Regions from separate parts of the Sus scrofa genome. Here region 2 is linked to region 1. The links are chromatin contacts, called in public HiChIP or PLAC-seq maps. All regions are on one chromosome and are shown on one strand. The core of a region is the stretch at or near the end of the contact, and the rest is flanking DNA. Distances in the headings are between cores, read along the strand shown.

Evidence for each region. HiChIP or PLAC-seq counts read pairs in DNA pulled down with a chosen protein or histone mark.
Region 2: a contact with region 1 is called in an H3K27ac HiChIP or PLAC-seq map of skeletal muscle, with 10 times the contacts expected there. The contact joins the promoter of YTHDC2 here to the promoter of LOC100518827 in region 1. A contact is called at or near these places in 2 of 5 promoter capture datasets (fetal skeletal muscle and skeletal muscle), 22 of 47 Hi-C or Micro-C datasets (adipose tissue, alveolar macrophages, brain and 13 more) and 2 of 2 datasets of contacts at active chromatin or transcription factors (alveolar macrophages and skeletal muscle).

Annotation. Positions count from the first base shown.
Region 1 is chr2:117,503,367-117,511,323 of Sscrofa11.1, reverse strand. LOC100518827 reads left to right here and starts at 3,717. Exons shown (of 4, transcript XM_013995035.2): 1 at 3,717-3,790; 2 at 5,345-6,219; 3 at 6,612-6,686; 4 at 7,044-7,199. The coding sequence starts at 3,717. The coding sequence ends at 6,005. NREP (neuronal regeneration-related protein) reads right to left here and starts at 5,473. Exons shown (of 7, transcript XM_021084633.1): 1 at 5,305-5,473.
Region 2 is chr2:118,000,759-118,008,715 of Sscrofa11.1, reverse strand. YTHDC2 (probable ATP-dependent RNA helicase YTHDC2) reads right to left here and starts at 5,314. Exons shown (of 31, transcript XM_021084629.1): 1 at 5,150-5,314; 2 at 2,835-2,872. The coding sequence starts at 5,175.

The DNA.
Region 1 (7,957 bases), core at 2,468-4,967:
GTGGCGCAGTGGTTAACGAATCCGACTAGGAACCATGAGGTAACGGGTTCAATCCCTGGCCTTGCTCAGTAGGTTAAGGATCCGGTGTTGCTGTGAGCTGTGGTGTAGGTCACAGATGTGGCTCAGATTCTGCGTTGCTATGGTTCTGGTGTAGGCTGGTGGCTACAGCTCCAATTGGACCCCTAGCCTGGGAACCTCCATATGCCGCGAGAACGGCCCAAGAAATGGCAAAAAGACGAAAAAACAAAAGAAGAAAAAACCTCTACAGTTTTACAATCGTTAAAGAAATTAATTTATTAGTTTAAAATCCTCCTATAGGAGCTCCCCTTGTGGCTCAGTGGTAATGAAAACTGACTAGTATCCATGAGTATGTGGGTTTGATCCCTGGCCTCACTCAGTAGGTTAAGGAGCCAGCATTGCCATGACCTGTGGTGTAGGTCGCAGATGTGGCTTGGAGCCAGTGTCGTGGCTGTGGCATAGGCCAGCAGCTGTATCTCTGATTCCAGCCCTAGTTTGGGAATTTCCATATGCCTCAGGTGTGGCCCTAAAAAGATAAAAAATAAAAAAATAAAATAAAATCTTCCTACAAAGAATATACTAGACCCAGATAGTTCTAAAAGTGAGGTTTATTTATTTATTTTTTTGGCTATGCCCCGGGCACACAGAAGTTCTGGGGCTAGGGACTGAACCCACACCACAGCAGTGACCTGAGCCACAGCAGTGAAAACACTGGATCCTTAACCCACTGGGCCACATGAGAATTCCTCAATACATTTTTACCAAAAATAACAACAAAAGTGCAGGAAATGCCCTGAGTTACATCACAAACCCAACTAGTAAAATTTTGGAAGCATCATGCATCAGCAAATCAAAAAACATACCAAGAGTCAATGAAGGGGATATGCCGCACAAACACTACTGGTGATAAAAGCAGCACTAAAGATCACCTTCAGCCTGACTCATTCTCTGCCACATTCCCATAATGCCTTTCATATTTCATATTGTCCTTTTTTCCCTCACAGTTTTGTATTATGAGAACCAAAAAAGCTGAGAAAACGTTAAAAGATCCATGGAGAAAGAAGCAAATCAAGCAGTAAAGCAGTAACAATGAAAGTGAATATATTATTTCCAACAAAGCAACTATTTATTATACAACTATATTGTTTGGTAATCAGGAAGCAATGTTATGGACATTTACAGCCTTATGTTATAGTTTACTGTTTAAAACAGGTTTGTTTATTATATCACATTTCAGGAAATTGGTTTGGGTTAACAAGTAGCTCGGAGTTCCTGTCGTGGCTCAGTGGTTAACGGAATCCGACTAGGAATCATGAGGTTGTGGGTTAGATCCCTGGCCTTGCTCAGTGGGTTAAGGATCTGGCGTTGCCATGAGTTGTAGTGTAGGGTGCAGATGCGGCTTGGATCCCACGTTGCTGTGGCTCTGGTGTAGGCCAGTGGCTACAGCTCTTAGACCCCTAGCCTGGGAACCTCCATGTGGCATAGGATCGGCCCTAGAAAAGACAAAAAAAAACAAAAAACAAGTAGCTCATTATCATTTAACCATTTAAAATGAAGGGAAGTAGGCTCCCAGTTAATGTTTTTGAATAGAACAGCTGATTTTCAGAAACAAATTACTAATATTAAGTAGATATCTGTATAGTTCTAACATCGAAACTATCAAAGACCACATAAAAAAGATATCCACAGTCCCCTCTTGTCCGTAAACATAAATGCAGTAATTCTAAACAAAGTATTTTTTGAAATGACAAATACGGTATCTTCCAGAAATGTTAAGATTGGTTCAATATTAGAAAATGTATTGATTAATGCAATTCACCTCATTAACAAATTATAAGAAAAAACTCTATGTCCATCTTAATAGAGGCAGAAAAAATGTAATAAAATTTGACATCTATTCAAGATAAGAAAAATAGCAAGCTGAAAAAAGGACACTTCCCTAACCCAGTAAACTGTAAGAAATAAGCTTTAAGAGCATTCCTTTAAAGTCGTGAACCAAACAAGGATGTCTATCTGCACGCTGGGCATTCAAACATTCTCACACACACACACACACACACACACACACACACACACACACACACGCGGTAGATGTAGAAAGGAAGAAAGCTGCAGATGTGATTGCTTAAAGAGAAAATCCAAAGAAAAACTACAAACGGTTCTAAATCACAAAAAGTATTATTTAATATCTACTGGCTATTAAATCAGATGCTGGAGTTCCCGTCAGGGCTCAGCGATAACGAATCTGACTGGCATCCATGAGGATGCAGGTTCAATCCCTGGCCTCGCTCAGTGGTTAAAAATCTGGTGTTGCTCTGGCTGTGGTGTAGGCCAGTGGCTATAGCTCCAGTTTGACCCCTAGCCTGGGAACCTCCATATACCTTGCGTGTGGCCCTAAAAAGACAAACATAAATAAATAAATAAATCAGATCCCTAACACCAAAAAAACCAAAATGTCAACCCCATAATGATTAAGCACTTTAAAACCAAATGTGCATACCTTATCTGCAAAATCTTACTTATGCTCCTGATAAGAAAATTAGTGGGACAAGGAGCAGAATAAGAAAAACAACACACTTTTCACTCTCCACTCCTAACAGTGTGTTATTCGTTTTCTCCTGCTGCCGTTAACAAGTTTACACAAATTTAGCAACTTAAAACAACGCAAATGTATTATCATAGCTCTGTTGTTTGGAAATCTGGCGTGAGTTTCACTGGGCTAAAATCAGGGCATCAGAGGGCTGTGTTCTTTTCTGGAGATTCCAGAGGAGAATCTGCTTCCATGCTCACTCAGGTGGTTGGCAGAATTAAGTTCCATATAGTTGTAGAAATGAAGTCTCTGTTTCCTTGCTGGCTGTCAGCTGAGGGCCATTCCCAGCTCCTAGAGGCTGTCTATACACTTTGGCTTCAAAGATCTTCCTCCTCCATCTTCAAAGGCAATGGAAGTTTGTCTTCTCCAGCCTTCTCTTCTGCCCCATCTCTGACTCTCCTGTTTTCCTCTTCATTTTTTATTTTCTCATCTCTCAGTCCCTCACATTAACCACGTGGGCAAAGCCCTGTTTTACTGTGTAATGAAACATATTCACGGGTTCTGGGGATTAGGATGTGTGAAGGACCATTACTCTGCTACCACACCGGACAAGGAAACTGAACGTGTCCCATGCTCGCACTCACTCTGTATGAAGCTTGTACATCCTTCCACAAGGCCATCACTCCAGCAGGCAAGGATGGAGGGGAAACTAGGCAGAAAATATCCCCTATCATTTTCTCATGTCCTTTCTGCTTGCATTGGCTTAATTACTGGATTTTCCTTACCAGGCTACGTGAGGTCAAGGCAGACAGGACGATGAAGAATTTAGAATTAATTTCCTGACACCAACATTAATCCAGTAAGTGAAACACATGTCTCCCCTCTATCTATTCTTGAACCATCCAGAGTTTAGGGAAGAGGTATAAGGGGCACATAGGAAAGAATCAGGTCGGAACAAAATGTCAAGCCCTTAAAAAAAACCACGCACAGCAACATAGTCCCCTGCCCGGCTTCCTTAAGAAACTCAACCCACCAAGGTTCCTTACCTGCGGTGGCAGTAAACAAGAAGAGTCAGGCTCATGAGAGTCATTAATTGGGTGTCACTATGTACTAACCAGTGCTAGATGATTCAACAAACCTGCCTTCATTCTTTAAACCTATGTGGTACATGGGTAAAGGTATTATCCTGGACAAGAGGAACCGTGGGCTTACAGAGGTGATCATTTACCCAAAAGAACAAGAGTGAGAGATGAATCTAAACCTAGATTTGCTAGCTGCTCCAGCCCAAGGAAATTTCCCGACTTTCTCTAGCAAGAAGGTAAGATTGAAATTTGGTATAATCCTCACATTGTACCTTTCAGTGTCTTTCAGTAACACTTTTTGAGGAGTCCCTCTCCTTCCCCAACCTTTCTCTCCCCAGACATGAGAGAGACTTCCTAGTGAAGTCCTTAGAGTTCTTTACCTCCCATAATCATTACACATTTACTTCTGGATGGTCACTGTCCCTACTGTCCCAACATTGATGTTATCATTCAGGCTAATCCTGGTGTGACGACCACTGGGCTATGGGCTTGCATTTTATGTTTTCTTCGTCCTTCCTTCCTTTCCTTCCTCTCTCTCCTTTTTTTTTTTTTTTTTTTTTTTCTTTCCTCCCTCCCTCTTTTTCTTTCTTTTCTGTTTCTTTTTGCTTCAAAGAAACAAAGAAAGGTCCTGGGAGGTGGTCCCTGAATAAGTCTCTACTAGGACTTACAGGTGCAGGGAGCCCCAGGTGCTACCAGTCAGCCCAAATGACTGCAGCCTCTATCCTTTCAATGAGGAATGGTTATCAGCATAAAGCCAATTAACCACCTCAACTTTCTTTCTGGTACTGATCGCTTCTAAAATTTCAGCATAAAATCCCAACTCCTTACCACAGGTACAAAGCCTGACAGGATTTGCTCCTGCCTGTCACCTACACTGCATCTCAAGCCACCCTGCCCTCCTGCCACTGCTCCAGCGACACTGGCCAAGGCCTGCTTCTGAGCACCTGAAATGGGACTAGTCTGAACTCAAATGTACTGGTAATATAAGATATATACTGGACTTTGAAGACTTAGTACGAATAAAAAAATGCAAATACATCATCAATGATTTTATATTGATTACAGGTTGCAATGACAATATTGAGCACATGGTGAATTACTGTTAAGATTAATTTAGCTGGTTCCTTTTACCTTTTTTTGCGGCTTTTCCAACATTTAAAATAACATTCATGGAGTTCCCATTGTGGCTCAGCGGTTAAGGAACCCGACCAGTATCCATGAGGACACAGTTCCATCCCTGGCCTCACAAAGTGGGTTAAGGATCCGGCATTGCCATGAGCTATGGTGTAGGTCACCGATGCGGCTTGAATCCCAAGCTACTGTGGCCATGGTGAAGGCCAGCAGCTACAGCTCTGATTCAACCCCTACCCCTAGCCTGGGAACCTCCATATGCAGCGGGTGCGGCCCTAGAAAAACAAATAAAATAAATATATAAAATAATATTCCTTGTTTGCACTAGATTCCTACCAAACAGCGCGTCTCTATCACATTTTACCCCCTTTTGTTTCTTTTTTGGTACTTACACTATCTGGACTTAACAGTGTCCATGTTACCTGTTTTGTGTCTTTCTCACGCAACTAGTCTGTCTCATTCACACCTGACTGCCAGGCATTTAGAAAAGAGCATGAAGCATACTAAGTACTCAATAAATATTTCTGAAATTAATGACCTTACTCTTCCTCAGCTGGAGACGGTGAGCTCTGTCCTCCCTCAGAACACGAGGTCTCAAGTCCTTCGGGCTACACCCGCAGCTCAGCGGTGACCGTGTGCCCGTAACACTGCGAAGAAGGGTGGGTAGAAAGTCACGCTTGATAAAAGCTCCTTCGGCGCCGGAAAAACTAGTTGCACGATGCCTCGGGAGTCGGGAGTTCAGCGCGCAAACACGCCTTTCTCACAAAGCTTTCTCATGGAGCCCCGCCCCTCAGCCAATCACTATGCACTTCGCCCTCCAGCCACATGGTGGCGTCTCGCGGGGGCGCGGCGGTCGATGGTACAGTCCATTCTCCCCCCCTCGCGCAGTGGGTCCTTCCAGTCATAGAAAAGCATTGTGGGAAGAGTGCGCAGCCTTTCCACCTTCGGCGTTGCGTCCGGATGTTCTGTCCGGGAGTTTCGAGGATGGCTGCAGCCTTCGGACGCGTGGCCACATGGCCTCTGACCGCCGGGGCCCCGGGCAGGAGCGCGCGGCCGCCTTGAGTCTGGTGAGGCCCGCGCCGCAGCAGTTCCAGGGCCGAGAGTCCCCGGCCCTAAATGCGTGGAGGGCAGCGGCCAGTTCTAGCTCCCGCCACGTTGTCGATGGGACCTCAGGAGGCCCCGAAGTGGCCCCCTGCCAGGGCTCTCTCGCCAGGAGCTGGAGCGATGGCTTGGGGGGCGTTTGAGTTTCATAGACTGTATGTCAAAGAAATTTTAATGGAAGCGGAGATTTCTTGGCTCTGAAAGGAAAAGGCCACGCCGTGTAACTGCACCTATGTCTGCCTGCCAGTGTGAAATCGGGTCAGCGCGGAAGTGCCGTTTAAGGTTTAGATCTTCATAACTTTCAGGATGCAGAACTTGGATTTTAAGATGCGGAAATTAGTGTCACCAGCTTTGGAGGTGAGTTGCTTCGAAGTTTGACGATATTAAAAGACTTAGGCTTTTGTTTCTGAGTCGTAAAGGAGAATGTGGAGCTGCGATTAGTTCCCCTCAGCTCTAATCAACAGAACAAATCATCGCAGTTGCTTTGGGGTCTGGAACTTTGGGCCACACAGCATTGCTTCCGCGGTTTTCTTGCAGCCTTTGTGTTGCCCATTCACTTTTGGCAACTAGTGAATGTGGTGTCAAAAAAGGCAAAAATCAAACACTTTTGCAGCCTTTTACTGCCTTTGTATTTGATATCTTCGGTGTAGGAGCTGCTTAAGTAACAGTTAGCTCATGTTACTTGCATAAGTGATTTTGATTCTGCCAGTGTTAGGTGTTTCTCTTAACCGGTTTTAATTTTTGTTCAGCTGAAAGATGGACGCTTGAAGCATAGACTCGCTAGCTTAATCCATGACTATGAGGAAGCAGAAAGATGACCTAAGGTAAGTTGATACTTCAGAATGAGAAACTTTCTAGGTTGGGGTGCCTTCTCTAGTAGGTATTAGTTAATAATTGTTCATTATTTGTTTGGCAGTATTAGTACTGCTATATCTGTAAGCAGTTGTTTACTGCAGATGGGATGGCCTCTTCCCAGCTTATTCATCATAAAATCCTAAGATACATGCGTAGTAGCTAAATTTTAGAAAACCACTCTCCAGATAATCAGCCATGTTTTATGTTGACATTTAAAGTCCAGAAGTACATACCTTGATACAGTGCAGAAGCATGTACTGCGAGTTTGTGGCGCATGTAAAAAAATGTTTACCTGTTAAATTGAGTACTTTGTTGTTTTTTTTTAGGGTGTCCTTGCTGAGGAATTTGACGACTTGATCTTCAAGAGTTGGTTAGGGTTATGTAAAATTTTCAAGATTACTAAAAATTACTGCTTTTTGAGCAGTCCATAAATGTACATATAAAACAGTGGGGCTATAAATAAAATGGTTTGTTTCTCAGAAGTTTGTGTGTTAACTGCCAGGAAGTAGCGTTCTTTCACTGAAAGATTACGTGGAATCTCCCTCCCGCTCCCAGCAACTCCAAAATTGTTAACACCTCAGCTGTTAATATTCTGTGATGAATCTGTCACTGATAGCCTTATAAAACACAGGCTTATGCTAGGCCCCAAGGAGAATTACATGCTTTCTTCCAATGTCTGATGCATGGTGAACTGAAATAGACCAGTTGGTTTCTACATCACAGGTGTACTTACTTTGTTACTGAATTTTAAGTCAGCAAATAACCTTCACTTTGCAGGAAAGAACAAATGGTGTATTCAGGCATTCAGAATATTTATTGAAAGCACTGCACTAGCAGCTGGGAACACAGTGGTGGGCAAACACAGTTCCTCCCTTTGGGAGCTTTCCGTTGAATGGAAGAAATGTCTTCACATCAAAACTTCGTTTGTGAGACAAGTCCTTTGCATGATAAGATTTGACCAGAAACCTGAGAAATGGTTGAGACTAAGGGTAGTTAATCATTTTTACAAGGCAAAACTGACCCTGTGCCATGTACAGTGGCCTGGAGCTAAAAATTGGGTATGACTGAAATAAGTCCAGATTTCTAACTTGGAGGTTTCCTTTAACTGCCCTCATTAGACAAGAGTTGAATGCTTAATGAAGCTGGAAGGTGGCCATTATGGGAGCTGTGGATATTATCAGGCTGAACAGTTAAAGAGGCCATACCACTTAAGGCTCATTTTAAAGCAAAGGGAAATCCA
Region 2 (7,957 bases), core at 4,065-6,564, 500 kb before region 1:
GTAATGAGGATAAGAGTTCTCTCCATTCCATTTTCCTTACTTTGGAACATGTGTGGAAAATGCTGATAATTTTGTAAAAAATATTTAAAAGCCTTTTCACCTCAGACAGGTATCAAGTCAATAAACCTGCTTCACATGAGGGACAGTTTAAGAGAGAAATTTCCTTTAAGAAATGTAACCACCTTTTTTGAATAGATCATCTGAAAGTGGTCAATTACAGCAAGAGCACCAGTCTGGTAACCTCTGGTTGAGGAATAATGTTAAGAATAATCCTTGGAGTTCACGTCGTGGCGCAGTGGTTAACAAATCCGACTAGGAACCATGAGGTTGCGGGTTCGGTCCCTGCCCTTGCTCAGTGGGTTAACGATCCGGCGTTGCCGTGAGCTGTGGTGTAGGTTGCAGACGCGGCTCGATCCCGCGTTGCTGTGGCTCTGGTGTAGGCCAGTGGCTACAGCTCCGATTCGACCTTAGCCTGGGAACCTCCATATGCCGTAGGAGCAGCCCAAGAAATGGCAAAAAGACAAAAAAAAAAAAAAAAAAAAAAGAATAATCCTTGCCAGATGTTTTGAGGACATTTCCTTCATGCTTACCTTGGCAAATTGGCTCATGGCTAACACTGGAAGGGAAGGGGGGCTGCATGATTAAAAGATGATTTATTAGTCAGCTCAGGCTGCCAAGACAATATACCACAGACTGAGGCTTTGGCTAGAAATTTCTTTTCTCACAGTGTTGGAAGCTGGAAAGCCTGGAATCAATATCCAGCAGGATCCAGTTTTAGTGAGAGCTCTCTTCCTGGCTTTCAGACAGCCACCTTCTGGCTGTGTGCTCACATGGCCTTTCCTTGGTGTATGTGAGGAGAGAGATAGCAAACCCCTTCAGTCTCCTCTTACGAGGGCACTAATTCCAACATTAGGGCCCCATCCAACTTCGCCTCCTCAAACCCTCACTAACTCCCAAAGGCCCCCTCCCCAAATAACATAGCATTAGGGGCTAGAGGCTCAACATGTGAATCTGGGGGGACACAAACATTCAGTCCATAATAGAGATGGAAGGAATTTCAGAGTCATATGCTAAAATTATTTTGATTCCAACTGATTCACATCTGCACACACTATTGTCTAACCTCGACCCCTCTATATTCCCTTTCCTGTATCGATGAGTCCATCGCTCAGAGTAGTGGAGCTCAAGAAGTACAGAGGATATAAGTGATATCATATGGTATTTGTCTTTCTCTTTCTGACTTACTTCACTTAGTATGAGAGTCTCTAGTTCCATCCATGTTGCTGCAAATGGCATTATTTCATTCTTTTTTATGGCTGAGTAGTATTCCATTGTGTATATATAATCCATTCATCTGCCAATGGACATTTAGGTTGTTTCCATGTCTTAGCTATTGTGAATAGCGCTGTGATGCACATGCAGGTGCATGTTTCTTTTTCAAGGAAAGTTTTGTCTGGAAATCAGAAAAAAAAAATGTATACATGTATGTGTGACTGGGTCACCTGCCTGTACAGTAGAAAATTGACGGAACACTGTAAATCAGCTATAATGGAAAAAATAAAAATCATTATAAAAACTGAAGAAAAGGAAGTACAGTGCATACACTTTGATGTTTGGAATTTTCTTCAGCCCCTTCCTCTCCTCCTGCCCACAAGACCTATCTAACAGATTTCTTCCATAAAGTTTTAAATCAGTGCTAAGCCTGAGTAGTCTTCTGGGGAATTTCCATTTTAATAAAGGAGTCTTAAAGAGGACCCTCTAAAATGTAAAGAAACAAATTTCTTCTAGTGTAATTTAGGAACTGCTACAGCTAGTGAAGATATTAGGTACTTGGGACTCTATCTCATTATGTCCTAAATCACCACTTAGAAGTAATTATTACTCTCTCTGTTTGTGAGACCCTTACCTGAGACTATCACAGTACGGTAAATCAACTATATATATACTTCAATTTTTAAAAAAGAAAGAATTAGGTAATGCATGAGAGAGGAAAATGCTGCCTTATTGATAGGTCGCCAATGTAATGAGTGACTGAGACTTTAACTATGGCAAATGAATCATAGAATTTTAGAAATAAAAGGGACCTTTAGAATTCAGCTGAATCATTTTACAGATAAGGAAATGAAAGTATAGCTTAGCTGGATGGACTGTCCAATACTTGAAGATTCAAGACTAGAATGCCTTTCTAGCACATCATGTCAGGGCACCAGTTCTGTCTTCTGTCATTAGACATCAAGACCAGCCTCTGACTGCACACTCTCACTCTGAAACTGTTAAGGAGGAGGCAGATGAAGGTGACCATTTCCTCACTAGCAAGCCTTTATTTATTTATTTTTATTTTTTATTTTTACTTTTTGCTTTTCTTTTAGGGCCGCACCCATGGCATATGGAATTTCCCAGGCTAGGGGTCGAATAGAAGCTACAGCTGCCAGCCTGCACCACAGCCATAGCAACACCAGATTCACGCTGTGTCTGTGATCTATACCACAGCTCACAGCAACACCAGATCCTTAACCCACTGAGTGAGGTGAGGGATCGTACCCGCATTCTCAGGCATCCGAGTCGGGTTTGATAACCACTGAGCCATGAAGGGAACTCCCCAGCAAGACTTTATATTCTTAGCCCTGAGCAAGAAACTCTGCGGGTTCCATGCTTAAAGATTAGATTGTGGCTTCCTATGAGAGGAAACCAAATGTGTTGAATTGCCAGCTGTTGCCCCCTACCTCTTCTAGTCATAATTCACAACATCGGGCACTTTCTAGATGGGTACAGGTCTTACTGCCTCCTTAGTTATCAATACACTACTGAAACAACAAGCAAAAGTCTCTTCTTACCTTCACAGTTTCCTCGAAAGGTTGGACATTGAAGAGATCTGTGGAGTCAATGGAGAAATGCTGGATTTAATCATTTTCAGACACAAATCTACTGTCTCTCTTAGATCTCTTCTGATTACCCATATGACCATGGTCAGTATGTCTCTCCTGGAGATCTTGGAAGACTTGGCTGCTGGGAGCAGTTAAGAATGTGGAAGCAGGAGTTCCGGTCGTGGAACAGCAGAAACGAATCCAACTAGGAACCATGAGGTTGTGGATTCGACATTATTTAGATTCAAGTCTCTGGGGAAGAAGTCTGGCTTTTTTTTCTAACACAAAATCCCTTGCCTTGCTCAGTGGATTAAGGATCTGGCATTGTGTGAGCTGTGGTATAGGTCGCAGACACAGCTCGGATCTGGAATTGCTGTGGTTCTGGTATAGACCAGTGGCTACAGCACTGATTCCACCCCTAGCCTGGGAATCTCCATATGCCACAGGTGCAGCCCTAAAAAAGACAAAAGAAAAAAGAAAAAAAGAATGTGGATGCAGTGTAGCCCATTTATTGCTTCCACGTTGATTTGAGATAAAGATAATATCACCACTTGGATGGATTAATACAAGGAAAACTGTTCAAGGCATTTGAGATATAGTGCAAATTTTCTAACACAAAATAAATATAATAGTATAATGAATCCCGTGTACGCATCACCCATTAATCAATAATCATCCATTCTCGACCCATCTTTACCTCCTTATACTTCCCACTCTAACTCAATTATCTTCTTTTTTTTTCTTCTGATTTTCAGGGCCACATCTGAGGCATGTGGAAGTTCCCAAGCTAGGGGTCGAACCAGAGCTGCAGCTGTTGGCCTACACCACAGCCACAGCAATGCCAGATCCAAGCCATATTTGCAAGCTACACCACAGCTCACTACAACACCAGATCCTTAACCCACTGATTGAGTGAGACCAGGGATCGAACCTGCATCCTCATGGATACTAGTAAGGTTTGTTACCACTGAGCCACAATGGGAGCTCCTCAATTATTTAAAAAACAGGGGCGGGGGGCAGAAATTTATTTCTCATAGATCTGGTGGCTGGAAATTCAAGATCAAGGCATCAGCATTGTCTCCTTCGCTAGTGAGAGTCCCCTCCCCAGTTCAGAGCTGGAGGCTTCTCACTGTATCCTTACATAGTGGGAGGGGCCTTTTTTTTTTTTTTTAAGTAAAATGTATATATACTGAAATGCACAATTAGCTGTATAACTTGGAAATGGATACACCCATGTAACACACACCCTTATTATCTCCTTTTGGTCATATTTAAAATACTTAAATTGGTAGGTTAAGAAATAGTTTTATAGGTTTTTAGCTTTCCTCATTTTCAGATCATGAAGCATTGCTGTGGATGTTCTCATTTGGGAAATCCTTTCCTTCAGCCTCCCCTCTTCCCATTTCAGCACTGCAAGATCAACCCTTCCTCCCCCACTTTTGCTTCAAATACTGCCTCTGCACATGGACTCTAGATTTCTGTCTAGCAACCTAGGTTTGAGGATCCAAATGAGATTTTCTGTAATTTTTTCATTGGCATCACCCATCTCAGATAAAAAGGCTACTCCAACCCCCTCCCAGAATCCAGCAGTTTGCTTATTCTTGACTGCTTTGCCCCAGAGATGAGAGAAATAGGGATGTCAGGCCTGTTAATTTCACCCAGGCACCACCTGGAACCGAGAAGGGGCACAGGAGACAAAGAAATAAAATGCATTCTCTCCCAATCACCCCAGGTATGGTGAACAGAAGGTGAATGAAATGGGAAGAATTAAGAGATCAAAAGAAAGGAAAGACAAGTAAGGCTTCTGGGTTAAGAATGTCAGGATAATTGTTCTTGCTGTGTCTTCCCAAGGTTGTGTGTTTCAAGAAGCTATGCAACCAGATATACACTCTTTTTGTATGGTATTCCAGAAAAAAAGTACGTGCACCAATGAAAAAGTTTTCTGAAACAATACATAAGATTTCCACACTAAATATATTTAGATATTTTCTATTTTATTAGCCCATTTAAAAAAAAAAAAAAAACCTGGTCACCATCCACTAAAATAATTTTGCTTTTTATGGGTTACAATCTGAAGTTTGGAAACCACTGCCCTAGGGACTTTGTCTAAGATGTTGGGTTGGAGCTCTTTTCTTTAGGGTTCTTTGGTTCATTTTTTCCTTCACTGGGGGCCAGTGTGATCCCTCACAAAGTAGAGTTGCTCATCTTAAATCCAGGATACTTAGGCCGCTTACAAGAAATGATAATCAGTTCGTGATTATTTCAAGTCAACCAGCATTGGGTACCTGCCAGATGGAATGCTCCTCTTCATAGCCTGCCGGACCCTCTGTGGCTGGGGTGGACGTAGCTGGAGAGTCAGTCATTATCTGAGGTCATGAGAGGGTCATGATGACACACAGCCATCCACACACTCAGCCTGCTGCAAGATTTCCTCTTGTGTTTCCCATACCCTTTAGTTGAAGGAAGAAGCGCAAGCTTCTTACATATAAGAGGAGTTGTGCGTACAAAAAAAAAAAAAAAGCCAGACTTCTTCCCCAGAGACTTGAATCTAAATAATGTACAGCTAACTTCCTATATCTGAACCCAGAAATTTAAAAAAACAGATAATACTTTAAAGGAGAAGTTCTCTTGATCACTATTCAACAATAAAGATCCTGGAAATATGCTGAAGCATAGCCTGATCCAGTTTTCTAATAAAAAATAATAACAGTGAATCTTCAATGGGCTTTTCCTGGTGCTCCATATAATGTGCTTTACATGAATTATATTCTGGAACTTCACAAAATCCCTAGGAAATAAGTACTACTATGACCCTCGTTTTAAAGACGAGGAAAGCAAAACTCAGAACAGTTAAGCAATTTACACAAGATCACCCAGGAAATAGCATACATAGAATCAGACTACCTGATTCTCTGTGGACACAGAGATGTGTCACCCAATCCCTCTTCAAGAGTATCATCAGTGGCAGCTGTTAGCTGTCAAATTATTCAGGGGTTGACTCAGTCTCCAAGAAATACCTTGAAGAAGGTCACAACTTTCCCATAGAGCAGTCTACACCCAGTGACCAACTGAGGTGGAGACTGAAGGTCCAGCCATGAAAGGGCAACACATGAAAACTCTAAAAGATTTTTTTAACTCCAGAGCTTCCTATCAGGTCAAATAACACCATCAGGTCCACACCAAGCTGTACTTCTCCCTCTACCTAATCTTGCTTCCTTTCTCTTTTTTCCATCCTTTCAAGGACACTCTTTACTAGATATCCTACACACCAAATTCTACCTCCATGTATCTTCTCTGAGAACCAAAACTGGAGCAAAGAAAAATCTTCTCAATGGGCAGAGTTTCAAGTGGTCACTTTGTATACAGAGAAACAGCTCACATTAGAATAGATACAATTCATAGATGGTGGCATGACAGCAGGAAGACTGGAAAGACAGGAAGACAAAGAGGACAAGGTAGAGACATAAGAAAAGACAACTGTGAATGGGTAAAAAATGTGAAGACCTTTCTATCACATTTTAAGGTCCACCAAAGAGCATTAACCACAGAAGAGGTACTAAGCAACTAAGTAAGCAAAATGACTAAGTCAGATGACACCAGCACAATGGGCATACAGATGAAATTGCCATGGTGATAGAAATGGAGGCTATGCCTGGACCCAGCAGCATGGTTACCCAACCAACAAAGGCTGACATTACTGCTCCTGCTGCCAAATGTCTTGCGTACAATTAGCAGAGACTAATGCTGGGGCTCCAATATGGCAACATTCCTAGAATGAACTGACTATCTGATCCTAAGTTGACTATGTTGGACCACCTTTAGTCTGAAAGGGCCAGTGATTCATGCTCATGCTAGACATATATTTTTGGTATGGGCTTTCCTTTCCCACCTTCAAGGATTCAGCCAGTATCACCATTCAAGGGCTTACAGAATGTTCACTCTATGGACCTAGAATCCCACATGATGTTATGTCAAGTCAGTTAACACACATTACCTGAAGCACAGGAGGGGGCTTGTGACCATGGGATCCACTGTTCATATTACATACTGTCCCACCAAGAAGCTTTTGGGAAGAGAAGTAGAACAGCCTCCAGAAAGCACAGCTAAAGTGCCAGCTTGAGGCTGATACTTTATGAGGATGGTGTCCATCTTCCAGGACACAGGCTATACCTTGACTAACAAAGTGTTCATATAGGGCTGCATTAGGAAGACTATATAGGTCTAGAAGCCAAGAAGTGGAAGTAGAAGTGACCACACATACCTTGACTTCCCATGGCCCTTTTGGGAAATAGGTGCTTCCTGTTTGCAAAGCTTTTGTCTTTAGAGGGTTAGTTAGAAATGAACTTCTCTTCTTTTCCTTCTTCTTTTTCTCCTCCCTCTCCTCCTCCTCCTTATTCTCCTTCTTATTTTAGTTTTTACAGCCACACCTGTGACATATGGAAGTTCCTAGGCAAGGAGTCAAATTGGAGCAGCAGCTGAGGCCTATGCCACAGCCATGGCAACACTGGATCCAAGCCACAACTGAGACCTATGCTGCAGCTTGCAGTAGTGCTATATTCTTAACCCACTGAGCAAGGTCAGTGATCAAACCCACATCTTCATGGAGACTATGTTGGGTTCCTAACCCATTGAGCCACAATGGGACCTCCAAGGTTAAAAATGTTGGTTTTGGAGTGCCTGTTGTGGTGCAGTGGAAACGAATCTGACTAGGAACCATGAGGTTGCGGGTTCAATCCCTGGCCTTGCTAGTTAGTGTGTTAAGGACCTGGCATTGCCGTGAGCTGTGGTGTAGGTCGCAGACATGGCTCAGATCTGGTGTTGCTGTGGCTATGGTGTAGGCCGGCAGGTGTAGCTCCTATTAGACTCCTCTCCTGGGAAACTCCATATGCTATGGGTATGGCCCTAAAAAGCAAAAAAAAAAAAAAAAAAAAAAATCTTGGAAGTCTTCCACCAAGGGATGTAGATATCAGTAGACAAAAAGAAAAGTCACCATCTTGGCTAAGGTAATTTACCCCATTGGTTAGGAAGAAGCAGGGCTACATTATACAATAGGGACAAAGAGGAATATGTTGAGTGATAATTCAGGCACCACT